4 separate regions of the Sus scrofa genome follow, and regions 2, 3 and 4 are each linked to region 1. The links are chromatin contacts, called in public Hi-C and promoter capture Hi-C maps. All regions are on one chromosome and are shown on one strand. Each heading gives the region's core, a stretch centred on a gene start, on an enhancer-like site or on the middle of the called end of the contact. The rest is flanking DNA. Distances are from core to core; before and after follow the strand shown.

Region 1 (7,228 bases), core at 2,935-5,434:
GAATACTGCTTTATATTTATTAGTAAAAAAGCAATCACAAAGTAAAAAAAATTGAGCAAGCTGAACTGCATTAAAACTATGAACTCTCTATATAACTAAAAATAAAATACCTGAAGAGAAGTATAGTTAGACTGAGAAACAATACTTGCATTGAAAAGGACTTTAATATATGACAATTACTAAATATTAGTGTCAATATTAAACCTTTCTAATGAGAAGGAAAATGCAAAAGAAGACAATGAGGTCTATTATATTCATTAGGAAAGTACAAAAAAATTAAACCCTCCCAATCTGGCTATACTGTGATAAAGACAGTATTCATACGTTGTTGGTAGCAAGTAAATCATTTTGGATAGCAATTTAGTAACTGCTATCAATGGTCAAAAAAATATTCATAGCCTTTGACTCAGAAATACTCCTCTTGGATATTTACCCTAACGAAGCACTTAAAAGTATATATAAATGAGTAATATAATCACATTATAGCATTAACTATGATAATGAAATATTAGAAGTGTTCTAAAAGAAAAACTAAAAACAAACAAAAAAAACCAGAAGAATGGCTATGAAAATTATGAATACTGGCCTGATCAAATAGAAGATATAAGATTTCAGAGCAATCCAGAAGACGTTTACCATATAATAATAAATAACAGTGTAAAAAACTTTAAAAACTATACTCTTAATTACAACTGTTACCTACACAGACAGAAAAATGTAAATTGGAAATAGTTTAAACATCCAATCTGCTGGACTATAGGGGACTATGTTCTTACCTGTTCTGATAACTACTAACACTTACTGAATACTTAACTTTACCTGATGTTGGACAATGGACATTATATGAACACATTTAATCCCATGGCGTAGGCTATAGCCAATACTAAATGGCAGAGCTAATACCTGAATTCAGGCCATCTGTTTTTTTTTTTTTTTTTTTTGCTATTCTTGGCCGCTCCCGCATATGGAGTTCCAGGCTAGGGTTGAATTGGAGCTGTAGCCACGGCTACACCAGACCCACAGGGGGATCGAGCCACGTCTGCGACCTACACCACAGCTCATGCGCCGGACCTTAACCACTGAGCAAGGCAGGACGAACCGCAACCTCATGTTCTAGTCGGATTCGTTAACTGCACCACGGAATCCAGCCATCTGTTTTAAGTCCCAATCTTAACCACATGCTATGTTGTATACACAAATTAACAAAATCTGGAAAAATGGGATTCCCCTCAACCTCTAAGAATCATGTTTTAAAAGGTAAGTTATGGGTATTACATATTTTATCACATATAATACATTTGGGAATCTTGGATTACTATCCTTTATAATTGCAAACTAACCTTTCAATCTTGCCTGTCAAGTTAAAGTGAGTTGATTTTAAGACTGGAAATAGTGAAAAATCTTCTCAGAGCATCACAGAATGCTATAGCTATATAAAAGAGTTTGGAGATTACCAGATACCTTTATCTCTGTAGAGAAAGAAACAGGTCTGTAATCAGTAAGAGGTTGACTCAAGGTCATTCAGCTGGTTAATACAACCAAAGCCAGTTCTAAACTCCAGGTTTCCAACGATAATGACTAGGAGTTCCATGTCGTGGCTCAGTGGTAATGAGCCCTACTAGTATCCATGAGGATGCGGGTTTGATCCCTGGCCTGGTGCAGTGGGATAAGGATCTGACTTTGCCATGAGCTATGGTGTAGGTCGCAGACTCAGCTTGGATTTGGTGTTGCTATGGCTGTGGTGTAGGTCAGCAGCTGCATCTCTGATTTGACCCTTTCATATGCTGTGGTGCGGCCCTAAAAAGACAAAAAAGAAAGAAAGAAAGAAAAAAAAAAAAAGACAAGGACAAAGATGCTTGTATTTAGTATGTGGCCCAGGGCCATGCAGCTATTAACTGGCATCCTGGTCTGATTTCCAAGCCAATGCTCTTCCCGGAAATAGTCTGCCACAAGGTCTGGGGAGAAAGTGCTTGTGTACACAGGGAGCTCTGGTTAAAGAGGGTCCTTGTGTTCTATACACATGCCAAAGAGGTTCATGTTGAGAGAACTGTCTGATCTTTCTTCAGGCTGACTAGCTTGGTTGCTCCAGGGGATAAGAAAGAATTTAAGCAAGTTTTATCTGCTGGTGTTAAAAAGGTTTCCAAGTTTGTGTAGACCCTGGGGTTGATCCTTTATGTTCTCATGTATGATCAAGAGAGTAGAAAAAAATTCAGTGATTAGAGAAAGAGAAACTAAGAAGCAGAGGGGCAAAATATAATTCCCTGACTTGTGTGTTTTCTCATATGCTAATAGCTCAATGGCTTGTAAAATAGATTTCCTGACACTTGATAAATACATTTCTATGAACTTTTCTCCTTATTTTGTTCCCTTTCCTTTGTTTTCAACTCTGTAGATGGTAGCACTGCAGGCTTGAACCCCCTTTTCCTAGTTAGGGAGCCCTTTTACTGCTCCAGTCTTCAGAGTCTCCATTTACAAACATCTCACACAAAGGAGAGAGTCTACCAAAGCAAAGTCACTGCTGCCTAATAATATCACTTCTTCCTGAAATTCCCTGAAAGCAGGCCAAGCCTACCTTTCCCGCTTCCTCTCTCCCCAGTCCCTCAAGTCTTCAGTAACTAATCTGGGCTTTCCCTCCTCTGTGCTTTGGCTCGAAGTGATCCCTTTATCTGGAATCGTCTCCTTTTGCATCTTTGGCTTGTCTAAATTCGGTCTGTCCTTTAAGGCCCATCTCAAATGTAATCTTGCTTTTTCTGATTCTCCAACCAGATAGAATCCCTTCCTTGCCTAAACACTATAGCACTGAGTGTAACTCTTAGAACACTTGACCTGTTCTGCAGATAGCAGTGTATTTGAACTGTCAGTTCCGTGAAGATCAATTATGTGTTATTAAACTTTGTGTTTACAGAGAGCATCTAGAAAAGACATTAATACTCATAGCCGGTGATCAAAACCAAAAATCTGATTTTGAGTAATGCAAATTAAAAGTGCTTCACAATCTTTTCTAACTATAAATTAAAGAACTGGATTAAAAAAAAAACAAAACAGAGAATTAAAAAAAAAAAAATAGTACAGCCTCTTAATAGGACACTTGATTTTCCAGGCACAGAAGTAAGAACTGATAGACATCTAGTAGGCCAGGAAAGGTATTCCTGTATTATGAAAATTAATATTCAAAGGCCCCAAAAGGCAAAAATAAATAAATCAAAATCTGAAAACATCTGTGGTATGCTTTTATTTCTTGATCTTCAGTTTTATACAAATGAACACAGGACGTTCTGGAGATTTAAAACTAGAAACTGTACCAAAGAAGAACAAACTGCATTAATACAATCAAATGACACATTTTGAATGCTATCATAAATCAGGGTGAGCAGGACTACTAAGCAATTGATTCACTCTCAAACAAAATAAAACCAAACAAACAGAAAAATTAGCTCCTCCCCACTGAGAAACAAAACAAAACAAAAAATCTGGTAACTTTTTTTCCCCCACATTACAAAGCTAATCAGAGAAGCCTGCCACCTCATAAAAACATTTCATAAAAGTACCGAGATTATATTACTCCTACAGAGATCATGAATAATGAACCCACAAGTCCCTGGCTGTAACTACGTCACTGTTGACTTAGTGACTTTTGTTTTTGAGAAGGGGGTTAAGCTGGGAAGAATGGGAGGAAACCAGTTTAAACTGTAGGCCAACTGGTACCTTTAGAGTAAACACCACAACTCAACTAATTTTTTTCCTTATGGGCCTGCAGCACTTGGTAAGAGCACAATGAACTGATAATTTGAACAAAGGCAACAGGCACCTGCAGCCTCTCAATCCCTTTACAAATATTTCCTCCAAGACAGGGCCAAATTCTGGGATCTGGGCGAGCAGGCGGGTGCCATCATTCAGTAACGAGCTCCTTTCTCGATAAGCTGTAAATCTTGGGTCAACTAGGACCCTTCCAGGGATCTGAAATGGGAGCGGTCGAGGGGTTTTAGACAAATCTCTCCTCCTACCACACGTGACCGAATGGCAATCAGCCGCCCAGAGAACCCCGCACCGCACCAGCCGCAGGATACAAAGGATCCGCGCTGCCACGGCATCCTCAGCAGGATCCCAGAGCCTCCCGCGCTCAGCTTCTGCGGAGCCTGCGCAGGGCGCCGCCGCGAGGCGCGCCGCTCCCGGGCCCGCAGGGCGGTGCCGCGCAGCGCGGGGAGCGGGAGCAGGGAGCGCGCGCCGCCTGCCCTGCGCGCCTGCCCACCCAGCGCCGCGGGAGCAGGGCCGACAAGCCGCACGCAGTTGGGCCGCGCAGCAGCCGCCGGGCCCTCGTCCGACGCAGGGAGCCCCGCAGCGACGTGGACTAGGGTGAGGAGGTTGAGGGCGCCCAGTTCCCGGGCAGGCCCGAGGTCGGGCCAGCCCACCCTGCCCAGACCCGGGCTTTCCCTTCTCCTGGCCCCTGTCCCACCCCACCCCCACCCCGGGCCTCGCGGAGAGGTGAGGGGCGCCGTGAGCGGAACTTACACCACGGCTCTGGAGATCATCCAGGACACCATCTTCCCAGGGGCTTGGACCCCACCGGGGAGGGTGGGTGGGCGCCGAGCGTGACGGACCAGGCCGTCAACGGTAGGCCGCGCGCTCGCCGGCTCCTCGCGCTCCCCGGGGCCGCGCTGGCGCCCTCGGGAGCCGGGCCCGGTGTCTGCGCGCGGCGGCCGGAGCTGCGCGGCGGTCGATCCCCCGCCCGTCCCCGCCTGCCGGAGGAGCCGTCGCCGAGCCAGCGGGCCCCGCCCCTGCGCTCCGCTGATAGGCGGCGGCCGCGGCGCGTTGGCCGAGGCCCGGTCTGGGCGGCCGGGCTCCGGGGGTTGAGCTGGCGGGACCCCTAGCCGCACCCGAAGGCCTCGTGGCCGGGATCCCTGCACTCTCACCTCCCACTTCCTGCTTTTAGTATCCCTGGGACGCCTACCTGGCGTAGAGGAGAGGGGAGGTGGTGGGAGGCTGAGGAAGGGGATTGTCAGTGCCTGAGTGAAAAACAAAATAGTGGCAGGAACTCTGTCCAGTAGAATCCTCTGGACCAGGCCCTAGGTTCTGGAGAGGAGCGATTTTGAGATGTTTCGCTATATCCGGTGTTCTTACTGTTGTCCTAGGCCTGGGGCATCCTCGAAGTACCGCTTTTTAAGGCAAACATCTAGAGGCTCTGTGCACAGGCTTCTGTGTGTACCAGGAGTCTTCTGGTGCGTGGTGTAATGCAGGCAGGGGTAGAAGGAGCAAGCATTGGATTTCAAGTTTGCAGTAGTAGGTGTACTGGTATCGCTGTTCTGGGCCTCTTAGGGCACCTTTCCATTACAGCATCTGCAAAGCCTGTTTTACAGATACTCCTCTGATCTGCCAGATAGACAAAGTAAAATTTGGGCCTAGAATTCCTGACCTGTTCTGCGATTTACACCTATTTTTTGGTAGGTTGAATTACTGCTTACACCTAACAGTTCTTGGAGGTGTCATAATTTGAAGAGATGGAATTTAAACTCAATTTTTTGGTGGTAGTACCAAATTGAGAAGACGATCTTAAGTTTTTTTTTTTTTCTTTTAAGACTATAGTAAAAGATAATTCTAGTATTCATATGGTAAGAAGAAAAAAGTATGAAATGTGAGTTTCAACTCTTTAATTAAAAGTTCTGGAAAATGTAATAGCTTATTTTGTGACCATATTGTAATTTATTATTTTTGTTTCTCAGTTTCCCCATAGTAAAAAGAGGCTGATAATACTGCAACCTACCTCTTGCCTTCCAGGGACATGAAGCACTGTTAGGAAAGTTCTGTGACATGCTTGGGAGAAAATCAGGAACACATAAAAGATTACCCTGAATTATTTTAAGGTCCCAGGTTTAATACATTTGGTAATATTTTTATTACTTAAGGAATGAACTCAAAAGTGCTTTCTACTCTTGGGGTAGGCTCTTTTTGCTTATTTACTCATATTAAGAATGTATTTTAATTTCAGGGATCTTGTTAATGAAAATTTGCATTTATTCAGAATCTTATTTTTGGACCTTATTCAACATTATTTGGAAATCAAAAGTGTCACATCAGCACCAGTTTTCAGGAAAGTTCTCTTGCCCAATAAACCCAAAAGTTATTTGAAGGGTATTCAGATCCTTCCGTGAACAAGTCCCAAAATGTTTTTCCAGCCTAATTTTTACCTCCTTCTCAACCCCTAATGTACCCTTTTCCTACCTCTCTTCTCTGAACCAAGCTGTGTTTTCATGCTCAGTTCCTTTGCCTGGAATTAATTTTTTCTTTAATGGTTTGCGTCCCATTTTCTACCTCTCAGAATCCTTGTTTTTCACTGTCCTGTGCCATAAAGATGTCCTTGCTTTCATAGTTATTCATCATTTTCTCTAGGCCCCCATAATTTACTCCTTGAATTTCTTTTTATTTTATTTTATTTTATTTTTATCTTTTTAGGACAGCACCCGTGGCATATGGAGGTTCCAAGGGTAGGGGTCCGGTCGGAGCTGTAGTCTGTGGCCTACACCATCAGCCACAGCAACGCAGTATCTGAGCCACAAGGAACCTACACCACAGCTCACAGCAACACCAGATCCTTAACCCACTGAGCGAGGCCAGGGATTGAATCTGTGTTCTCATGGATTCTAGCTAGGTTCATTTCCATTAAGCCATGGCAGGAACTCCCTGAATTTCTTTTTAAAGCCTGTGTCATTCTGCTTTGTATTATGGTTATGTTTTACCTATGTCTAATCTCCTGAATGGTAAAATGTTTAAGTACAGGAATGGCATATTAGTAATCTTTGTGTTTTCCTCGTATCTAGAATAGGTTAATTGCCCAGTAAAAGTGTGAAACATGTTTTTTAGATACAGTCACTCTCAAGTGTAGAAACTTTGTAAAATTTTAGCCGTGTGCAGTGGAAGTCTCTTAAAGATGTTTTTCTTGCCTTCCTATTTTGGGGGTCATCATTCTGAATATTAATTTTATTTCACTGTCTTGCAATACACTAATGCTTTCAGGGGTTGTTAAGATATATATGACTGCTGACTTCTCTCTGAAATGTCCACAGGCTGCTGTGCGTTAAATTTCGTTTTGTATGCTTATAGTTCAGCCTCCTTCACATTCATATCACTTTTTGCTGTTCTCAATTTGCAGTAGCCCCCTTTTTCACATCTCAGCATGTCACGTATTAGAAACCACCTACCTTGTGCTACAGATATGTTTAGTCAGCCTTTACAA
Region 2 (7,228 bases), core at 2,315-4,814, 240 kb after region 1:
CAAGAACAAAATGGAAATGTCAGCTATACTTCCTGACCTTTAAAGCCTTGTCGTGGATATCTGAGATATAAAGATACTTTAAAATTCTCAAGAACAAAGTACGGTTTGTATTTTTCTGCTTCCCTTTTCTTTTGTCTTAATTTACATTTGGTTTTGCTTCTCAGCCTTAGAATTAAGGTCGCTGTCTTTTATAGGTCCAGCCTTAGCGTTCTTATTTTAAGACTTTTTAACTATTTCATTTGTTTAGAAAGAGATTATTGTGTCTGTAGTAATTTCATAACACTGTAACGATTAAATTAAAAACTAGAACTCAGTTGTTTAAAGTATTATAGCAGAAATATTTTAGATTAGAATTTTAGAATATAATGTTTTAAGGGAAGTATGGGTATTTGTTTTGTGAGGCTTTTTGTGTGTGGTGTATTCTTGTCCCCACCCCCAACTTGTTTTCTAACAGTATCGTGTTTTTCAATAGACCTGCTTGGGTGGGAATTTGGACTTTGTTCTTTCGAGTCACTCTAGTTTTTTTTTGTTTTTTTTTTTTTTTTATTCTTTTTAGACTAAACCTTGACTTCTGAAATGTATCCTAGTTTTCTGCTTTAGTATTTTTCTTTAGTGAGATTTGTATCAGATTTTTGTAGTTAATGAGCCTGATTTTTTTTAACTTGGAAAAGGAATTGTTAAATGTTAACCGAAGGTTGTTAGAAACTCACACTGCAGACATAAACTCTGTGAATTTTCAGTTAAATGTTAAATGGTGAGCTTTAACATGGTTTGTTTGAGCAGCTGAGTTTTGTTTGAGAACTGTAGCTGATTTATTTAAAAAATGTTTTTTCGAGGAGGGCTCATCTGTTCGCCTCTTCCTCATGTGAATGGAATGTGGTGCAGCATGGAGCCCCAAACAGGATACAGTTGTTCTAAGCATTCTTCCTATAGCGTGGTAGGCCTACTAGAAATGCAGGCCCTCAACTAAGTATTTATTTTGGCTTTATACTATTTATAAAGTACAGTTAACAGAAAGGGCCGTGAAAGAACTCAATCCATTAATAAAATTAAGAAAGTGTTTTGTTCCATCTATGAATATTCAATTTTTAATTAGTAATTTTAATCTGGATTTTGAGAGGCTTTTTTTCAGCATTGGAATAATAGTCTTTTTGTGATTAAGGCCATATTCTGCTGTGACTTTCATCAGATGGTAGCTCATAGCTTCCCCTTAGGCTGTGGAAGTTCCTCATAGAATGGTGTATCTTTAGTCTTGAATTACTTAGCTATGCATGAGTTCTAGTTTCTTTACATTCCAGTGCACCTAGACCCATGAAATATTTACTACAGATTCATCATAAAAGCTGTGGAATCCATTTGCTTTTATTTAAATATCTTTTTTATTTTTAAGCTAATAATGTCTTTGAAATGTATTTGACTTGGATACAAAAATTAATAATGGTCACATCATTGATTTGCCAGTTTAAAGAATCAGAATGTATTTTAACTTTTAGTTTTAAATGTTGTCATCTTTATTTTTTCCATAAAGTAATAAGTCACATATATTTAGGGTTTTTTATTTTAATATATATTGAAACATTTCTTTATCAAGTACTCAAAGTTTATCAGTACTCGGTGGGGACATATTTGTGTTTTAAATATAATTGCACATTTTAAAATTTACAAGTCGTGGCTCTCTTTGCTATTTAAGAAGCATGGTACAGTTTTGACCTCCATTTGTACATGATTGATTATAAGTATTCATGTATCTGAAATAGACCATTATGTAGTTTATAGTTTTTTAACATTTCTGATAGCTAAATTCAACCAATGACTTTCAATTAGATATCTTAAAATGAGAATTTCTTTTTACTTTAGCTTAGAAACGAAACCTCTTTTTTTCCCCTAACTCGGTCATTTAAATTATGATAAATTGGCCTGTTGAAATTTACCCTGAGAACTCTGACCTACCTTAAAAAGCAGTGTTCTGAGAGATTCTCTTCACAAGAATGTTTTTCATATTATAAAATGACTAGGTCTCATAGGAAATGCAAACCACCTGTATTATTTGCGTAAGAAAGAGGCTTTCAGACTGGAGAGGTTTACTTTTTTTTTCAAATTCTACTTAATTGAATTGTATCTTTAGTGCTTAGATAATACCTTTTGTGGACCTTTTTGTTAACCTTCACAAGTTGACCTTACTTGGTACTGTATAAAAAGAAGTGGAGCATTTGATAAGTTCAAGGATTAAAATTTCTCTTGAGAGGTGTTTCCAGTGTTCTTTCGTTTACTAAAAACTAAACAAAGATATAATATGAAAATGTTACATATTTCACCTAACACATACTGGTAGACTTTTTAAAGTCTAAATGAAATAAATGCTCTTGGATTTCTTACAGACTATAGTCACTTGTTAGGTAAAATGGAATAGCATTTTATGAAATGATAATTCAAGGAATTTATTCTTACATGGGAACAGTAGCTAGAGATAGCTAAATAATCAGGAAATGTCTGTTTTGAAAATATAATTTCTTGCTCAAATAAAAATACTTTTGATACATATGTTGTACTTAAAAAGTTAGCACTAGGACACGGGAGGGAGGATCTTATTGTGATTAGATTTTCTAATTGTAAATAATGAAAATATATGGAGACGTAAGAAAGATTTTTTATGTTACACGTATCATAGAAGGATATATGTAAGTTCATAGTGTGGATCGTGTAGAAATAAGGCCTGTTTAAAATGCTTATTTATTCTCCTGTGTTTTTTATCTTTTTCAAAACACTCCTCAGTGACTCCTCAATCGAAGTGAAAGCTTTAAAAATAATTTCTTAGAGAAATTAACTCCTTAGGAGCAACTCTGACTAAAGATCTTGAAAAGTTTTTCCCAAGAGTGTTTATTAGTTGTGATTAGCAAGATGTTAGATTTCTTTAAGACATAAATAAGAGAACGAGAAATACAGTGGCTTTGGATCTCCTGGGGGTTTTTACTGTCTGTGCTGAAAGCTTTGGTTTGCATCCAAATGGTCACATAAGTTGCTTGTAGCAAGAAAGATTTCCCTGTGTGATATAGGTAATTTAGAAACTGAGTTGCTTGTTTATTTCATTTTCAAACTTAGATTCTTTTATAGTTAAGCCACTATGTGTTTTTAACTTAGTAGAATATTGTTTACATTTTTAAGTTATAAAATAGCACTGTGGGTGTAATACACCTGGTTTTTATTCATGCTGTTTCTCCTTCAAAAGTGAGTGCGGTAGTCATATATGCATACATATCCTCTTCCTCTTGCTTCTTCCTCCTTCCTCTTCCTTTCTTGCCTCCCTCACTCCCGCCCCCCACCCCAAGATATGAGTAAATTCCTTTATGTAAAAGTTGTGTCATCTTTAAAATAATCGAATGACCATGTATTGGATCCTCCCTCTATGTTCTGTCCCCCCCAGCCCCAGTTTTACTTTGTTTTATTTTTTAGTGGTGAAGATCTGGTGAAACTTTACTGAAAGGTGGTTTTTGTGTAATACCTCTTCCCTCCTTTTCCTGCACCCTTCCCCCATACTGCTCTTACTGAAGCAGCTGGATTTTTATTTGTGCTTGGGGCCAGTGCAGGGGCGGGGGTGAGTAGTACATGGGGTGGAGTTAGAAGACCAGATGCATCCTGATCATTTAAAATCCTTCTTGATGTGAATGAGCTAGGAAAAAAAGCGGTACAGATAAATCATAACTACTCTTTTGTAAAGAATAATACTTATAATTTTTTTAAAGAATTGGAGTAATGTGCTCTCTTACTCAGTTTACTTATTTAGAAACAATTTCTGTTTTAATTAGCATAAGTTTTTATGCAAATGTATATTTAAAAAAAATAAATTGAGGCCTATTAATACCCTAGAATTTTTTCATACCATCCTTTAAAATTACATCGTTACTTTTCAATAAATGGGAAATATTGTATGGATAAAAGCATCACTTTAGATTATAATATGAAAACTAGAATTAATTGGTGTCCTAAAGCCATTATGATAATGACTGTAATACATTGTATTTATATATATACACGCCTTCACATTTTGAGAATGAAACCCAGAGAAGTAACCATTAGAATTTTTTTTTATCTTAACAGACTTTCAAACCTCTGGTTGAAAAAAGTGTACCCAGTACAATCACCGCGGTAGAATTCCTTGTAGATAAACAACTGGATTTTTTAACTGAAGATAGTGCCTTCCAGCCCTACCAGGTAAGAAAGTTTAAGTTGCTTTTAAAAATTAATGATTTATTAAACTTCACTGATACTCAGATACTCTTTTGAATATTCAGTTCTAGCTAACCATCAAGGTATATAAGGAATCCAATACATTTGGTAAATTTTAATTATAGGATAAATGATTCATTTATCTGATCAATAAATATACACTGAGACCTTACTATGAACCAGGCACCATCCTGTCGGTGAGAATGCACAAGTGAGCAAATAAAAGCCCCTGCCATTCTAAATAAAGTTCATTGTTAGAAAATAACTGGTTAGATAGTAGTATAAATTATCTTTGTCTCCAGCTCTAAAGATTAAGAATTGGGTCAATTAATGTAATTAAATGAGATTAGTGTTTACTATACACATACATATCAGTTTAGCATAATAGTAATTCGTTTTCTAAGTGGAAATTCTCCTTTAATTGTCATTTATTGAATTGTTCGGTTTCTGAATTTTAGATTCCAGTTGTTACACCTTAAATACAAGTACACTTAATTGGAAAAACATTTTCCTGGTAGGTTTTTAGATTTAAATCATATGGAGAAACTCATCAAAAGTAGTAAGCCAAATTTTTTTTTTTAAATCTCTAGTTAAGTTCTGTTAGTTTTTTCAGGGTAGGAGTAAAAATGCACATAAGTTTGTTTTCTTTGTATATTTGGATTTTAGATTGAATTAAATCAATACATTTTATAGGTTCCTTTTTACTTAAATATTTATGATATTGTAATAATTGTGTTGAGGGAACTAGTTCCACTTTTTTTTAATGCAGCTGGAAGTCAGTATTCCTGTTTCATTTCAGAATAGCTACTGTTTTTCAAAAATAAAATGTAGCGGCATGATTTCCATGGAAAGAACAAGAGCTTGAGTTATTAATGAGCAGTGGTTTGTTGTGTGTGAAGTTATAATACTTAGGAAATTAGTAGTTTTGTGCCTCTTTTATTAAATCTACCAAAAAGAGACGATAGTTCCCTCAGTTAAATGTTATTTCCTATTTTGAAATCATATAGATAATGCTTTTGTCTTTTCACATTACTTTTCATAGTTCATTAAATGGCCTCATTTTTGTGCTGTCAGTTTTTGCTCTTAGATTACAATATTAAATTCCGGTTTAATATTGGAAGTAATAGAGCTCTCCCCTCAATTTTATTTTGTTTTGGTTTTAGTTGTGATGCCATTTAGCTTGTTGTAGGCCTAACTATAATTTCCTTTCTGACCATCTTTTAGTGGGAATTAAACTAGATGAGTCTAGGTAAAAAAATCAGAGGATCTTCCAAATGAGTATTTTAATTCTCTGATTGAAGTTACAGAGCTTGGATTTGATTTTGAGAACTGAAATCATTATGTAGAAATTACTTTTAAAAATAAACTCTTCTTCCAGGTGGCCTAAAACTCTATAGCATGTTTATTAAAATTATAATGATTGAAAGAATGCACTAACATTTTAAAAGGTTTTTTTCCCACACATTTTTAAACTGTTTTAGATTCTGATAATTTTATTATTTGTTGAAAAGTAAATGCACAAGAGCTAAAGAGCTGAAGTCTTAATTGGATTTGATCATTTGTATGATTGTCTTTGTTAGCTCTTTATATTTTCCCTGTTAGTGTAGGTAAGTTGACCTCATGCCTAGAAGGATGCTATATTTTCCTGAGGTGATGTGATTTATTTGAATTTTTAACCATTCGTGTTTCACAAAATAATGTAAATTTTTAGATCTAGGAAATCAGAAGGAATTACACTAAGAACGCTTGGCTTAGGATCCAGCATACCTTAATTCTAGAGTTTCTTAGAAGTTTCTGAAGTAATGGTATTTAGTAGTTTTTTTATGTATCTTAATTTTTATGTTCAGTATTAAAAAATTTAGGTTAAAAATGTAAAAATATTTTCCCCAGTATGTAAATTAGGTACCTACTGTAATATTTTGAATGAAAACTTACTCCAGAGACCAAAGATGGCTCAGTCTAGGTTTTCAAATTTATTTATTTGAATTTGTCAAATATACACATATTCTAGGTAAAAGAAATGATTTTAGACTTCATATAATTAGAGTGGCTTTATCCCAGAATGCCCTTCTCTAACCAGTTGTCCAAATGGTACATTAAATTCCTTGGCATGTTAAACATGGCAGCTGTTCCTGGCATAGACTTTTGTAAATAGTGCTTTGACATATCTTAACCTTAGGGTAACCTTAAGTAAGTCAAAAGGAGTTTGAGGGAAATGGAACAAGTTTTTTATTATTTTTTTTATTTTTTTATTTTTGTCTTTTTGCTATTTCTTGGGCCGCTCCTGCGGCATATGGAGGTTCCCAGGCTAGGGGTCGAATTGGAGCTGAATCCACCAGCCTACGCCAGAGCCACAGCGACGCGGAATCCGAGCCACGTCTGTGACCTACACCACAGCTCACAGCAATGCCGGATCCCCAACCAAATGAGCAAGGGCAGGGATCGAACCCACAACCTCATGGTTCCTAGTCGGATTCGTTAACCACTGTGCCACGACGGGAACTCCAGAACAAGTTTTTTAAATGGTCTCTGTATTTTTTCTCATTTCTTAAATTTCATGAAGCACTTTCTTCTGAATCTGGGTGTTATTTATCCTTTGTAGACTTCTTAAGTGGGATGAGGAGGAGTCTTCTCTGGAAATAACCTTTGTGTATAGAGTGATGAGGACACATAAGTTTGAATTTAAAAATTGCATAAAATGATGCTACACTGTGAATCTGATTAAATCATTTTATAGTGGGAATTCCCATTCACTGTCTTTCTCCTTGAGTTCTCAGCATTTTATTCTATAGTAGTAAGCTCCCTTTAGTTTAATTTTATAGTTGTACAGCCCTATTTTTTAATATATCAGAATAACATATGCTAAGAGATTAGGAAACAAATGACTCAGAATTAATACAGATCCTTTCACTTTTTAGGTCACTGGTTTGAATCCTACACTTATCTCTTTGAATGACTTCATTCTATTGAATATGAAATGGCATGTATTAAAAGTTAGTTGATT
Region 3 (7,228 bases), core at 2,527-5,026, 190 kb before region 1:
TTGTGGCCATGCCATCTCATTTGGTAAATATTTCACATATTGCCCTGCTTATAGAGAAATCCTGTTTATTTATGTCCTTCAATTTATACGAAAAGTGAAAGCTTAAAAGTGTGTGTGTGTGTGTGTATGTATATATATATATATATATATATATATATATATTGTTTTATTGAAGTATAGTTGATTTACAATGTGATAATTTCTAAAATATTTTTAAATTATGTCAGAAACTATAAATTAATGGATCAAATCCTACCATATATTAAACAAAAAGTTTAAAATTTAAATACAAGGAAGAAAATGAGACAAATTCTAGAAGAGGGAAAAAATGAAGTATTTATGTTATAGGTTACTAAATTCAAGGAAAAAATCTGAAAAGAGAATTATTAACTATCCATGAAAAAGGAAATGCCTTTTATCAAGGTACCAGTTCAGTTATTTTCCTGGTAATATCATGGCATTTCAAGAAATGATTTTATCTTGTTTCCCAATAAATTACCTAAACAAATATTACTTGCATAACAGCTGAATAAATTTAGACCAGTTGCAATGTATTTATATACATTCTTGAAATCAAAATTTGCATTTCTTATACAGTTAAAATAGGAAAAGAGGTAATCTAGCCACTAAAATGAATGTTTAAAGGATTAAATCCCATTTTCATTTGATTCTTTCTCTCTCAAGAAAAAAGGCTATGCCTGATACTTCAGTATGAAAAGAACAAAACTCTCATTTACTGTCTTTAGCAGACTTATTGTTGCAATTATTATAGTATTATAGAATACATGTATCCAAATGGCAGAAAAATTGACTAAAATGCATATTACCCTATACAAATCTTAACATTCAATTATCTGCTAAAATAATATGTTCATTAAATATACTAATAACATTAAAAGGCTACCATTATTACAGAATGCAGCGTACAATTCTGGAGTTTAAATACACACTCCATTTTAGTATGCTTCCTCCAGAGTAGAATACATGAAATCAATTTTTTTAACATGGAGGTAGATAATAAAAAGTATTTTTAACCAAGAAAGAAAAAAGGAAAAAAGAACCATTAGCTCCCAGGCCAAGAATTCATTGGGAACCTGAATGTAGGTAAAGTTGTTTTCCTGAAACTTACTCTTCAGTGGAACTTTTCTATATTGAAAAATGTGATTGAACAACCTATTAAGGTTCTACCATTCTATAGCACTTTTTGGCAGCTTACAATGCACATTTAAATACGCAGATTCTCTGAACAGCTCTGTGAGATAGAGAGGACAAAAATTCTTCTTAAAGTCCATGAACCTGGCAAACTGACCCTCTTCAAATTGAATTTAGTCCATGTTCCTATTTGTCTATTTTTGTGAAACTTGCAAGGATTTTTTTTTTAATTAGTTGCCAATATTTAAAAGTTTAGAGCTTTCACATTAAAATAAAGAACTGGCTGCCCCAGTGGCTCACATTCCAAAGTGGCAGTAATTGGTTTGAAGTGAGTTAGGTAGAAGCTACCTCATTTTTGAGGGCTTTTTCTCTCCAATTCATAACAACCCCAGTCAGTCTCAATTGCACCGAAAACTGAGACACAGATTCAGTTGCTATTTATCAAGTTTTATGGGGCTTCTTTCTCTCATAACATGGCGTTTCTGGTCCCTGGGTCTGAGGAAAAATGAACTTGGTCACCCCAGTGTGAATTGGAGACTGGCACTTGCCTCTACATGGATTGAATCATGAGCCACTACAGCTGCTGACCCTCAACACCCCCTGAAAGGATCTCAGGGTGGAGGCATTCTATGCTCTGGGGAAACTAGCAGAACAGGACTAAAGATACTTAGATATTTTCAGAAGATTTTATAAGCCCAATTCTTGCATCTCCTCATATCTAGAAAAGCGCTAAAATTCTTCACGTTGACATTGGCTCCTTGTGACTAGCAGCAACCTTCTGTAAATGTATGCTTCACCAAAATCACATATATACTGACATTGCCCCCTAACTCTTGGAAGTGGTATTTCAGAGCTCTCTGAAACGCTGCCGCCCATGCTATAGTGCTCATTTTGCCCCAAATCAAACTTAATTCTCAAGTTTTAGGTTGTGCTGGGTTTTTTTTTTAAGTTGACACCAGTCACCCCAGGACCAGTGAGAACACATTACTCATAGGTAAGGCTTGGGGTATCTGTTGATAATTTGGAAATAACTTAGGAGGTTAAATATGGAAAAAACCATTCCAAATCCTCTCAAACTCTTCATTGTAGGAAGAGGAAACTGAGTTCCCAGAAGGCTAAAGAACTCACATCATATGGTACAGTGAACTTGCAGAAAAGCCCAGCCCAGAGACCAGGTCACTTAACTCCAGGTTTCTTCTACTAGGGGGAAAAAAAAAATCAGGAAAAAGAAGTAGCTACTGTACAGAGAAAAGGTAGTAGAGTAGGGACAAGATCTCCCTTCCCTCTCCCCTAGGCTGTGGCAAACAGCCAACTGCAGCTTGCTGCATATTTAATTTAAACCTTTGTCTGCCCTGGCAAGGACAAAGTACAATCTGTTTTATGTAAAAAGTCTTCCCTGAGGAAAGCCTTGGCCTCCAGCTGCGTAACTGATTGATGTTCTTAAAGCCCCCAGGAACCTCTGCTGGGATCTGAGGTTGTGGTTTCCAAAAAAAGAGTTCGTAAAAGGGAAGCACTGAAAATAATTTCCCCTCCTTTATTGTGTATCTCACAATCTGGGAGAGTTAGCCTGAAACACGAGGGGAGAACATGCAAGTAAAGACTCTGTATTTCAGAGTTCCACACGGAAGGGGAGGAGCTTTGGATGGCTCGGGGATGAGGCAGCCTATTTGCATAGCAAGCACTCTGCTTTTACTTAGATTGCCCATTCCAGTCACTAATGATATCAAAACGTTCTAAAGATGCTTTAGACACACTTGGCAGAAGACTAAGAGCATGGATGTTTTTATTTGGAGCGTTTGTGAAACATGCTAATAGAGATTGAAATCCATCTTATTTTGAGAATGTTGTGCTATTCCTGTTCCCATTCTGTCTTTAGGAGACCCTGATCTGGGGTGACACTTCTTATGAAAATAAGGCCAGTTATGAAATCTAGTTTTTGAGTTGCCTTCTGGATGTTCCTGGATTGGTCAGGGTCAGGGGAATCTCCTGCCAAGTTTTTGCTCTATCCTTTGTGATCTCTATACCCACTTGGGGCCCAGTGCACAGGTGGCAACACAGATGTGTACCCCTGACTCCCAGAGAGGGCAACACCACTATAAAAATTCTTACGCTAGGAGTTCCCTTCGTGGCACAGCAGAAACAAATCCGACTAAGAACTAAGGGGTTGCGGGTTCCATCCCTGGCCTCACTCAGTGGGTTAAGGATCCGACATTGCCTTGAGCTGTGGTGTAGGTCACAGACGTGGCTCGGATCCCAGTTGCTGTGGCTGTGGTGTAGGCTGGCAGCTGTAGCTCCAATTAGACGCCTAGCCTGGGAACCACCATGGGTGTGGGCCTAAAAAGCAAAAAAATAAAAATAAGAAAAGTTCTTAAGCTAACCAAGTTTAAACCTGGAGGACCAGCCCTTCCCTCTGGCCCTAAGGCCTGCCTGGAGCAGACTGTATGTCAGGCTGGGAGGAGGGCATAGATTAGGGTGCAAGGGCCTGCCTTCATCTTCTGGCTTAGGGGGCTGAACTTCAACTTGGAGTCAGAACAAAGCCGCTGCCAGCTCAGGGCTAAGGAGCTTGGGCTGGTCTTGGGGTGGAGCCAGGACCCAGAAACCAATGCCATGAGCCACCAGCTGGCTCTGGTCCCAGGAGCCTGTGCAGCTGCCGTGCAGGCCAGACTGGGCCTGCAGACTGTCACTGTGCCAGCAGCTCTATTAGACTCCCAGTCTCTGCTCCCGGCAGGCTCACACCCAGTGGCCTGTGTACTTTGGCAGCAGCCTACCTTAGGCGTGTTCTGAGGTGACTGAATAAATGTTCAGAAAAGCCACATCATCTGCTTGTTCTTATCATTCTGGACATTATATTGTTGTTCTAAAAACCCATAGAGGTCAAGGTGAATAGCTACAAACCCCTAAAGTTTGTTGACCTGATAAAAATGAAAGTGCTGGCGATTTTCCATAACTCTGTATGGTCTAATTTAAGTGCCCATCATTAGTACTCTAACTAGAACAACCAAGGCACCATGACTGTGGAAATAGAAATCCTCTACCACTATATCCAAATGGTGGGGGCAAATCCATGAATGGCAGCATTCGCAGCCATTTTTAGGAGTGCTTCCTGATACCTTGGGCATTCAGCTTTAATAATAAAGTTAACAGCAATTATATTGAGAAAAGGTCAAAAAAGGCAAATCTTTTTTTTTTTTTTTTTAAAGCGTTATACTGTTCCTTTTATATGCTAGATCATTTTCTGTATCAGTGGCTCGGTGGCTCTTCTCCGAGGCAACCAGTCCCACTGACCATCTAGGAACTTTTTCCAAAAGATTAAGTTTGATCTCTTCCTAATCTTGTCCCCCACCAAACATGTTTGGCCTCTCCAGCTTGGTCACAAATTCCAGCATTTCAAAAGGCTGCACCTAGTCCATCTTTAGATTCTCTTATCACCAGGGAAAGGCTTGTACAACTTCTCAATAAACTTTGGCCTTTAGGCAGCTCCCTAATGAGAATAAAGGGCAGGATCCCACAGTGGGGCCAGCAGGATCAGTCCTATGGAGAGCAGCCCAGTAGGGCTTAAGCCATTAAGACCAATAAGACAAGCTCTCAATGCTCAGGAAACTCATAATCTAGGGGAGGCCACTGCTATGTTGCTTAACAAGGTGTTAAGCTGCAGTGTGAACTGAGTGCTATGGGAACTCAAAGGCAGTGATGATTAATTATGCTGGGTATGGGGATTAAAGAGCTGGGAATGTTTCCCAGAGAGAGTCGCCGTTGAGCTAAAACTCAAAGGATGAGCAGGCTTTGATCATGAGGAAATTTAGTGGGCAGAGTGCTCAGCAAGATGCATTCCAGGAAGAGGCACAGTGCAGAAGTCTTCCCGGCACTGAGAGGTGATGATACAGGAAATGTTTGGAGCACAGGAGGTTGTCTGGTACAGTTGCAGTTCATAATCTAAGGTAGAGATGACCCAAGAAAGACTAAAAAGTTAGGTTAGGCCTGATGGTGATTGTCTTGGGAAAAAAAAAAAAAAACTCCTTGGACTTTATTCCGAAAGGAGTGGTGAAGCATGTGAAGGATCTTAAATGACTGGCTAGGTCAGGAGTCAAGGTTAGAGTATGTGATAAGCAGAATTGTCTGGAAATGACTCTGGGAGGTCCCTTTAGGTAGCCTGGACAGGCCAAGGAGAGCCTTTCCCTTCTCCCAGTGGCATGGGCTACCCCAAATTTATAGTTATGGTAGCTACTTCCCCATCCCAGTCAGTTAAGCTGCAGTCCTCCCTGCAGGACTCACATCTCGAGGGCTGAAAAACTTGCTTTCCTGGACAGCTCAAGAAAATGTCTAACACCTAACTCTTATGGCCTCATGCCCCAGAATCTGTGTGTACCCCAGCTGATAAGTTGGTCCCTAACTTTCTATATCTGGAAAACACCTGAAAGTAGGATCCTTTGCCTAAAACATAAACTTTCCATATTCCAGTAGACAGATAAGACACTGAGATTGCAGACTTCTGCTCTTCCTGCAGACACTTCCTAAGTTTCTTCAGTAAAGCCTCTTTCTAAATCCACACCATAGGGTGTTATGAAATGCTTTCTGACCTTGCTGCTTTCTGACCATGGTGAGCCATGAAGGCACCCACATTGCTCCAAAATTGAATAGAGTAGTGTAGAACATTTCCTCATTATCAGTTAAGATTTTTTAAGTTGTAACAGAAAATCCAACTGAAGTTGGCTTTAAAGTTGAAGAGAATTTTTGGTTCACATCATTGTTGGGGTGAACACTGAGTTAACCAAATGTCTCCATGTGTTATCAGTGGCCTATTTCTGTCTCTGCTCTGCCTTCACTAGTGCTAGCTTCATTCTAAAGCTGAGTCTCTAACAGTTGTAGGAAGGCTGTCAGTCATAGTCAGGTCTCAGACATTCATCCGATGGCAAGAGGGGCTTCCAGATGATCATTGCAAGCCAGTATCCTAAATCTATCTTCATCATATAAGCTCATGTCATATATGATCAAATCAATTCATGTACTCATTTAACAGATATTTATTGAGTATCTACTAGTTGCCATCCACTGTTCTAGATTCCAGGACATGGAGATAACATTGGATAACTGACTGGCTTAAGCCAGTTGGTATCCATCACTAGAGGTGGGAGTTTGTTCTGTTTCTCCCAAAATACATGACAGTACAGTATAGGGGTAGAAGTGAAAACCTGGATAAAGACCTTAGTGCTACTGGGAGAGGGGGAAAAGGGAATGTATATAAGTTAGGCAGCCAAATCATCTAGAGTCTTGCTACTGAAAGTGTGGTTCATGAACTGGCATGATTGATAGCTGGGAGCAGATAAATGCAGAATCTCAGGTAATGTCCCAGTTCTGCTGGATTAGAATCTGAATTTTAACAAGATCCCCCAGGTAATCATGTGAACATAAAACTTGGAGACGCACTCATCTACAGGACAGATAAAAACATTGTTATGATTGGAGCTGTAGGGGAAAGAAGTTGGAAAACAAACCAAATGGTCTTGGTAGCACACACAGTTGTTGAGATGTTGCCAGCTCTTAACAATTCTCCTAGTAGGAATTATGTACCTAGCTCCTCTGTCAGAGATGATTCATCCAAGGGAAGATACACCTGCCATGGGTGGACCAATTAATGGATCATCCTTCTGCCATTTCAAACATGAATAGTGAGAGCAAGCTATAGAAGGCAGCTGGAGCAGAGCTGCAAGTTGACAGAGCCCTAGCATGTCCAGAAGTAACTAATCTGGGGACCTCCAAAGTGCTCTGACCCTTGGTTATTTGGCAACTCCTTTGATTTATCTGTTGCTTAAAATATCCCCTTTTTAGCTTAAGTTAGCCATAAGGGGTTTCTCTGGCTTTTCATTGAAACAACCTTAACTTATATCACTTTGACTTTCTCAGTGTAGTTATATACTGAAGATGAGAGCTTTTTGGTCTGCCTTGAGAGAAAGACCTAAGTCAACTCATTTCACCATATAGTGTCTGAGATGCATCTGGCTCTTTTCTCTCCAGTTTTTAAACTTGATTCCTAACATAAGCTGTAAATACTTAATTTCATTCACAATTGACTAACTTA
Region 4 (7,228 bases), core at 2,151-4,650, 130 kb after region 1:
AACTTTTTTCTTTTTAAAAAGTTGTTTGATCTATTCTGTATTGTTTCTCTTATATAAATTTAAGAGTATACAAAAATCCTGTTGGGATTTTCATTGAAATTGAATTATTTTATAGATCAATTGGGAAATTTTACTTATTTAAGAATATTGAAGAGTTCCCATCAGTGGCTCACTGGTTAACGAATCTGACTAGGAACCATGAAGTTGCCCAAAAAAGCAAAAAAAAAACCAGTTCTTTCATGCTAATGGTCTTTTTTTTAAATCATTGAGTAATGTTTTATTGGGTGATGTACCACAACCTATTTATTCACCATAAAGACATTTTGATTGCATCCAAATTTTGTCATAAATTTAGCAAATTTTGTGCATATATCTTTTTGAATTGTAGTTTTGTCTGAATATATGCCCAGGAGTGAGATTGCTGGATCATATGGTAGTTCTGTATTTAGGTTTTTTTTTTTTTTTTTTTGGTTTGTTTTTTAGGGCCATACCCGTGGCATATGGAAATTCCCAGGCTAGGGGTCAGATTGGAGCTACATCTGCCAGCCTATGCCACAGCCACAGCAACAAGGGATCCGAGCCACATCTGCGACCTACACCACAGCTCACGGCAACTCCAGATCCTTAACCCACTGAGTGAGGCCAGGGATTGAACCTCTATCCTCATGGGTTCTAGTCAGTCAGATTGATTTCCACTGAGCCCTGATTAGAACTCCTACATTTAGTTTTCTGAGGAACCTCCCAACTGTTTTCCATAGTGGTTGTACCAATTTACATTCATTCCCACCAACAGTGTTATTTGTAGACTTACTACTAATGATGGCTGTTCTGACCAGTGTGAGGTGGTACCTACCTCATTGTAGTTTTGATTTGCATTTCTGTAATAATTAGTGAAGTTGAGCATATTTTTCTTGTGGCTGCTGGCCATCTGTATGTCTTCTTTGGAAAAATGTCTATTTATTAGGTCTTCTGCCCATTTTTTGATTGGGCTGTTTGTTTCTTTGCTGTTGAGTTGTATGAGTTATATACTTTGGAGATTAAAGCCTTGTTGGTTGCATTGTTTGCATCTATTTTCTCCCATTCTGTAGGTTGCCTTTTCGTTTTTTTAATGGTTTCTTTTGCGGTCCAAAATCTGTAAGTGTGATTAGGTCCCATTTGTTGATTTTTTTTTTTTCTATTGCCTTGGGAGACTGACCTAAGAAAACATTTGTGTGATTTATGTCAGAGAATGTTTTGCCTATGTTCTTTTCTAGGAGTTTTATGATCTCTTGTCTTATGTCTAAATCTTTAAGCCATTTTGAGTAAAACAGTATGTACGTTCCTCAGAAAAACAAAAATAGAATTGCCATGTGATCCAATCCTGGGCATATATCCAGACAAAACTTCAATTCAAAAAGATACGTGGACTCTTACTTCATAGGAGCACTATTCACAATAGCCTATTCATGGAAACAACTTAACTATCCATTGACAGACAAATAGGTTAAGAAAATGTGTTAATGATACACAATGGAATACTACTCAGCCATAAAAAAGAATAAAATAATGCCATTTGCAGCAACATGGATAGAATTAGAGATTCTCATACTAAGTGAAGTAAGAAAGAGAAAGGTAAATACTATATAGTATCACTTATATGTGGAGTCTAAAATGTGGCACAAATGAACCTATCTACAGAACAGAAACAGACTCACAGACATGGAGAACAGACTTGTGGTTGCCAAGCGGGGAGAGGGGACAGTCTAAGAGTAGTAGATAGTAGTTAGTAGTTGATAGTAGATGCAAATTATTATATTTAGAACAGGTAGGAGTTCCCGTCGTGGCGCAGTGGTTAACGAATCCGGCCCAAGAAATAGCAAAAAAAAAAAAAAAAAAAAAAAAAAAGAACAGGTAATCAATGAGGTCCTGCTGTATATAGAGAAGAGAACTGTATTCAATCACTTGTGATAGAACATGATTGAAAAAATATGTGTGTGTGTATACACACACGTATGTATGAGAAAATATGTATGAGAAAAGTTTGCTTTTTCTCATGTATACATGAGAAACGTGTGTGTATATACATTTATATTTATAAATGTGTGTGCATGTGTTTTTTGCTCATGTATGAGAATAGTGTGTGTATGTATACACATGTAGACATTGTTAATCAACTATATATACATATATAGACATTGTAAATCAACTATAATTTTAGAAATAAATTTATCTGAAACTATTCTGGATATAAATTTAGACTTTCTGTATCACTCATTATTACAAGTGCTATTTTAGTGCTAGGAGGGACAAACATTAAATATTCTCAGATCTATTTCATTTGTGTTCAACGAGGCAAATACAAAGTATATCTTGCTATGAAAGTGTATGATCGAGGTTTTTTTTTTTAAATAATATTCTGTGTGTATTTTTTCATTAAACAAGTACCCATTCAATATTGAATTATAATACAGTGATAATATTTTCTGACCAATTTTGAGTCCTGTGGTAAAAGATTTTATTACGTCTTTATGAAACTTTATCATTCTTAGAATGCTGTGGAAGCATATCTTCAGAGGCTCTCTCCCTGTTTTGCTTTTATAATCTGCTTTAGATTTGGAAACTATATAATGTGGTTTATTATTACTATCTGTATACTAGTGTAATAAGCTCTGACCCAAGATGAGAGAATTTGCCTTTGGGTAAAATGCATTTGTTTTTAATGAATGGAATTTGTAACATCTTTCTTGGCTCATTAGAAGCCTTTTGGCACTTTTTTTAGTTCTGTTGTATTTCAGATAAACAGCAATAGAGCAATAGTATTTCCCTACATAAAAATAATATATTTAGAACTCAGTACTTTTTTGCACAAATATATTTGTTTCCTCGTTAAAAAATAGGTTCTTCTATTACTTAGCTTTCTTCATTGGTAAAGTAAGTATCGTGTTTCTTTATCCCAATTAATTATTTTATTAACATACACATGAGCAGTTCAGTTGAGCAACAAAAGCATATTTTAGGTTTATGAATCTGTTACTAGTCCCCCAATACTGAGTTCTTTATGAAGTGTATAAAGAAAGAATGTTCTCGACATTGTTATCATATGTGTAGTATATATATACTATATTACATTATTACACAAGTCTTTTTTTCTATGGTAACTTCTTAAAAGTCTATTTCGGAAGGTAAATGGAGGGAAATAACAATAAAAAAATTAAAGTTAAAGCAGAAGTAATTTTTAGTAGTGTGAAAATAAGGAATAGAAATACCTAATTTTTTTATTCCAAGTGTCACAGAAATATATTTTACCTCTGGCTAACTCTTTGAGAAGTTACTTATCTGGAAAACCAAATGTGTAAAGAATATCTGATGATTTTGAGTTGCCTCAGCTACTTAATGGATTAACTGCCTATTTCCACTATCTTCTGGCTCAGTTAATGAAAGACCACATGGCTATAGACAAAAACATAGCATAGTGTCTGTTATAGACATGAGAGGAAAGACCCAGTTTTTTTATGAAATTTCAGGAAGGAACAAAGTATCTTGTAGTTGGAATAGAAAGGTGAAAGGAGTCATTGGATTTGGAGTTGGTAGTAGTAATGGAAGCAGAAAAGTTTTGAGAATTGATTGCCAGTTAGGTGATTGAAAGTAAACTGCCAGCACAAATTTTCAAAACTGTGGAGCTTTAGGACTAAATTTAAGAGGCTAGTGATCAGTTGCTAAGGAAAAAAATCATAACCTAATATACACTTAGACGATGATTGATTTTCATATTGGAAGATTTTCAGTCTTTTAAAAAGTACTCCTAGATTGGAATGATTTATTATGGGAGCTTTTGCACTTGTCCTCTTTTTGATTAAAACTTACTTTTTTTTTTTTTTGGTCTTTTTTTTTTTTTTTTTTGCTATTTCTTGGGCCACTCCTGCGGCATATGGAGATTCCCAGGCTAGGGGTCGAATCAGATCTGTAGCCACCGGCCTATGCCAGAGCCAAAGCAACGCGGGATCCGAGCCGCATCTGCAACCTACAACACAGCCCACGGCAATGCCGGATCGTTAACCCACTGAGCAAGGGCAGGGATCGAACCCACAACTTCATGGTTCCTAGTCGGATTCGTTAACCACTGTGCCACGACGGGAACTCCTAAAACTTATTTAATACCATTTCTGATCGTGTTTCAAAAGAACAAAACCAGAATTTGAATCTTTTTCTAAATTATTTTGAGGATTTATTAACAAGCATTTGTAATATTTAGGACTTTGCATTTAACTTGGGTTTTTCTTTAAGCTGCTGTCCTTCTCTTTTTTAAACTCTTTAGTTATAGCCTTCAGTTTTGGGAAGTACTCCCAGGAATCACTTTTCTCTTAACCCATAGAAGAGTCCTCTATGTTAATTTGTTCCCATGCTTTAAAAGCATTCGCAGGAGTTACCGTTGTGGCGCAGCAGAAATGAATCCAACTAGGACCTCTGAAGTTGCGGGTTCGATCCCTGGCCTCTGTCAGTGAGTTAGGGATCTGGCATTCCTGTGAGCTGTGGTGTAGGTCAAAGACAGTGCTCGGATCCCGCATTGCTGTGGCTGTGGCGTAGGCCAGCAGCTATAGCTCTAATTTGACCCCTAGCCTGGGAACCTCCGTGTGCTGCTGGTACATCCCTAAAAAGTAAAAAAAAAAAAAAAAAAAAAAAAAAAGCATTCTCAGAATCTTTGTTCCTAGAAGGCTTTTTCCTCCTTGTTTGGTAAAGCTCCTTCTTTCTCTTCCTCATCTTTTGTATTGTGTAGAAATTACTGTACCCTCTATAATGCATTCTTATGCTAAAAAAGAACTTAACTGATGGTTTTACTCCTTTTTAGCCATTCAGCATTTTTTAGTGTTTTCACTGGTGCTACCAAAAAAATCAGAGAACTTCTAAATTTAGCCATTTTCAGTTGTGTATCATTTAAATAATTGTCTAAAAGCTGTAAGTTGCATAACTTCTCTAAGGTTTATTTTTCTCTTTCATAAAACCTTACCCAACCAATAGTGTGTAAGCTCTCAAATTTCAGCTGCTGCTGTCATTAGTAATGTTATGGACCCAGTGTTTGTGACCCCTTAAATTCATGTGTTCTAACAACCACTATAAAGTAATAGAGATGGGGTGTTTGGGAGATAATTTGGTTTAGGTGAAGTCATGAGGCTGAGACACCCATTATTGGTTTAGTGCTTTAATAAGAAGAGACCAGAGAGCTTTTTCTATCTTTGTGATCATGTCAGTACATATTGAGAAGGCGGCTTGTGTAACCAAGGGGAGAGTTCTCACCATAAATTGACCTGCTCTAATCAGTCTTCCAGCCTCTGTAACTGTGAGAAAATAAATTTCTGTTCTGTATGGTATTTTGTTAAAGCATTACAAGCAGACTCAGAAATCATCATCCTCATAATTGATATTAAATACTATGCATAATTTATCCAGAAGATACTCAATTTTATAATAAAGAATTTAGATTACTTGATAGGGATGTAATTCTTTTTCGTTAAATGTAAAGAAGGTAATTAAAACCTAAGCATCTTCAAATAGTTTACAATTCTTGATGCATCTTGTTCACTAAATAGTCTTATAAAAATAAGATTATTAGGTAAGTAACTTATAGAGAAGAGGAATAAGCAATATAGCCATTGAAAGCTAGATTGGTCTCTTTTATTATTTGCTATCTTTGACTCTTTTTCTTATTTTGTTCCCTAGGATCTAATGTGGGGACTCAATGTGGAAAATCTTAAGGCCATTTTTAGTGTTTGGTCATCTACCTTTATGCTGCAAAGGAGTTAGCTACCTAGACATACTTTCTGTTCAGCGATTAATTACAAGCTCTGTGTATCAGCTTGTAGGGGACTATCCTGCTCTATGACTATTAGACCTCTTATAAGCTATTTTATTGTTTTCATTGACTCCATTATTTGCTGCTTGGCCTTTGGCATCAGATTTCTCTGTATCTCAGTTTAAACTTTTGAAAAAGTTGTTCATAATAGTGCCTACTTACTGGGTATATTAATGATGAAGTGGCTTAATATATGTACCTGGCACACAGTAGGCGCTATTCAAGTGTTACTTGTGCGGTTTTTCTTGTTGTTACTGGTGTTGCCTTTATTATCATTACTAATAATACTGGTTATCTGTGGTAGAGCTTTCAATGCACCCTTAGGAGATGAAACATTACCTCTCTCATCCCCAGACCGTTTTAAAATTTTCAGAACCTAGATTTATATGTCATAATGTATATTTTAATTTTATTTGCTTTGATTGTCATTCTAGTACTACATTGTTTTGCTGTGAATATGTATTAGATTTGTTTATAGACTTGTCCTTATGATTTTAGTTCACCATAGCAAATTTAATATAACTACAGAGAGTATAATACTTATTAATTAAAAGGTTGGATTTTATCATATCTATTAAAAAGAGAGGATAACAAAAGCAGTTTATGTTGTTTGAAGTTGTTTATACCTTGGATTATGGCAGGATATTTCTCAAGTTTAATTCCAAATTTTTAGTTCTTTTTTTCTTTTCTTACCTGTTTTTTTATGGCCACACCTGCAGCACATGGAGGTTCCCAGACTAGGGGTTGAATTAGAGCTGTAGCTGCTGACCTACATCACAGCCACAGCAATGCTGGATCCAACCCACAGCTGTGAGCTGTACAACAGCTCACGGCAATGGCAGGTACTTAACCCACTGAATGAGGCCAAGGAGTGAACCTGTATCATCATGGTTACTAGTCAGATTTGTTTCCACTGAGCTGCGAGAGAACTCCCTAGTTCATTATTTTTTAAGATTAACCACTTTCTTTAAAATAATTCTTATAATTATTAATTATTGTTCGAAATTGTTTATTTAAGGTTGGGCTGGTTCATATAAATGCCTATTAATTTTGACTCTTCATAATGCTAATAAAAGTTTAAACTTTTGGAGTAACCTAAAATTATGGTTACATTTATTTACTTTTTGTGTAAGGTGAAATTAAAAAGAGGTGTAGAAGTTCCCTGTTGGCCTAATGATTGAGGATTTGGTGTAATTGCTATGGTTCAAGTGCAGTCCCAGACCTAGGAACTTTCACATACTTCAGGTGCAGGCACAAAAAAAAAAAAAAAAAAAGGCCCGGCTTCCTTATTTTGTTATCTAATTTATTTATTTTACTATTTTTTTTGTGGGTTTTATTTTATTTTTGTCTTCTTAGGGCCACCCTTGTGGCATATGGAAGTTCCTAGACTAGGGGTCGAAT

Evidence for each region. Promoter capture Hi-C pulls out the DNA fragments that hold promoters and counts their contacts. Hi-C and Micro-C count contacts between places; a contact is called where the count stands out from the background.
Region 2: a promoter capture Hi-C map of fetal liver shows a contact between it and region 1, with 3 times the contacts expected there. The contact joins the enhancer-like site here to the promoter of JMJD1C in region 1. A contact is called at or near these places in 3 of 5 promoter capture datasets (fetal liver, fetal skeletal muscle and liver), 3 of 47 Hi-C or Micro-C datasets (epiblast stem cells, heart right ventricle and skeletal muscle) and 2 of 2 datasets of contacts at active chromatin or transcription factors (alveolar macrophages and skeletal muscle).
Region 3: a contact with region 1 is called in a Hi-C map of subcutaneous adipose tissue, with 2.3 times the contacts expected there. The contact joins the enhancer-like site here to the promoter of JMJD1C in region 1. A contact is called at or near these places in 1 of 5 promoter capture datasets (liver), 13 of 47 Hi-C or Micro-C datasets (brain, embryonic fibroblasts, fetal skeletal muscle and 7 more) and 2 of 2 datasets of contacts at active chromatin or transcription factors (alveolar macrophages and skeletal muscle).
Region 4: a contact with region 1 is called in a promoter capture Hi-C map of fetal liver, with 2.3 times the contacts expected there. The contact joins the enhancer-like site here to the promoter of JMJD1C in region 1. A contact is called at or near these places in 2 of 5 promoter capture datasets (fetal liver and liver), 4 of 47 Hi-C or Micro-C datasets (embryonic fibroblasts, fetal heart ventricle, heart right ventricle and 1 more) and 1 of 2 datasets of contacts at active chromatin or transcription factors (skeletal muscle).

What each region holds. Positions count from the first base shown.
Region 1 is chr14:66,963,867-66,971,094 of Sscrofa11.1, reverse strand. It overlaps JMJD1C (probable JmjC domain-containing histone demethylation protein 2C), which reads left to right and starts at 4,184. Exons shown (of 26, transcript XM_021073644.1): 1 at 4,184-4,353. REEP3 (receptor expression-enhancing protein 3) reads right to left here and starts at 5,027. Exons shown (of 8, transcript XM_001925659.6): 1 at 4,510-5,027. The coding sequence starts at 4,541.
Region 2 is chr14:66,721,672-66,728,899 of Sscrofa11.1, reverse strand. JMJD1C (probable JmjC domain-containing histone demethylation protein 2C) reads left to right here. Exons shown (of 26, transcript XM_021073644.1): 3 at 4,096-4,209. Among named protein-coding and RNA genes, the nearest start is that of MIR1296, 95 kb to the left of the region's middle. Within about 2 kb of position 3,564, at least 35 of the 83 cell types and tissues checked have an H3K27ac peak or open chromatin away from gene starts, as enhancers often do. A contact at or near this core is called in alveolar macrophages, epiblast stem cells, fetal liver and 2 more, where this site is marked.
Region 3 is chr14:67,156,414-67,163,641 of Sscrofa11.1, reverse strand. No RefSeq gene overlaps it. Among named protein-coding and RNA genes, the nearest start is that of JMJD1C, 190 kb to the right of the region's middle. Within about 2 kb of position 3,776, at least 49 of the 83 cell types and tissues checked have an H3K27ac peak or open chromatin away from gene starts, as enhancers often do. A contact at or near this core is called in fetal skeletal muscle, liver, mesenteric adipose tissue and 4 more, where this site is marked.
Region 4 is chr14:66,830,858-66,838,085 of Sscrofa11.1, reverse strand. All of the region lies in intron 1 of JMJD1C (probable JmjC domain-containing histone demethylation protein 2C), which reads left to right. Among named protein-coding and RNA genes, the nearest start is that of MIR1296, 15 kb to the right of the region's middle. Within about 2 kb of position 3,400, at least 2 of the 83 cell types and tissues checked have an H3K27ac peak or open chromatin away from gene starts, as enhancers often do. A contact at or near this core is called in fetal liver, where this site is marked.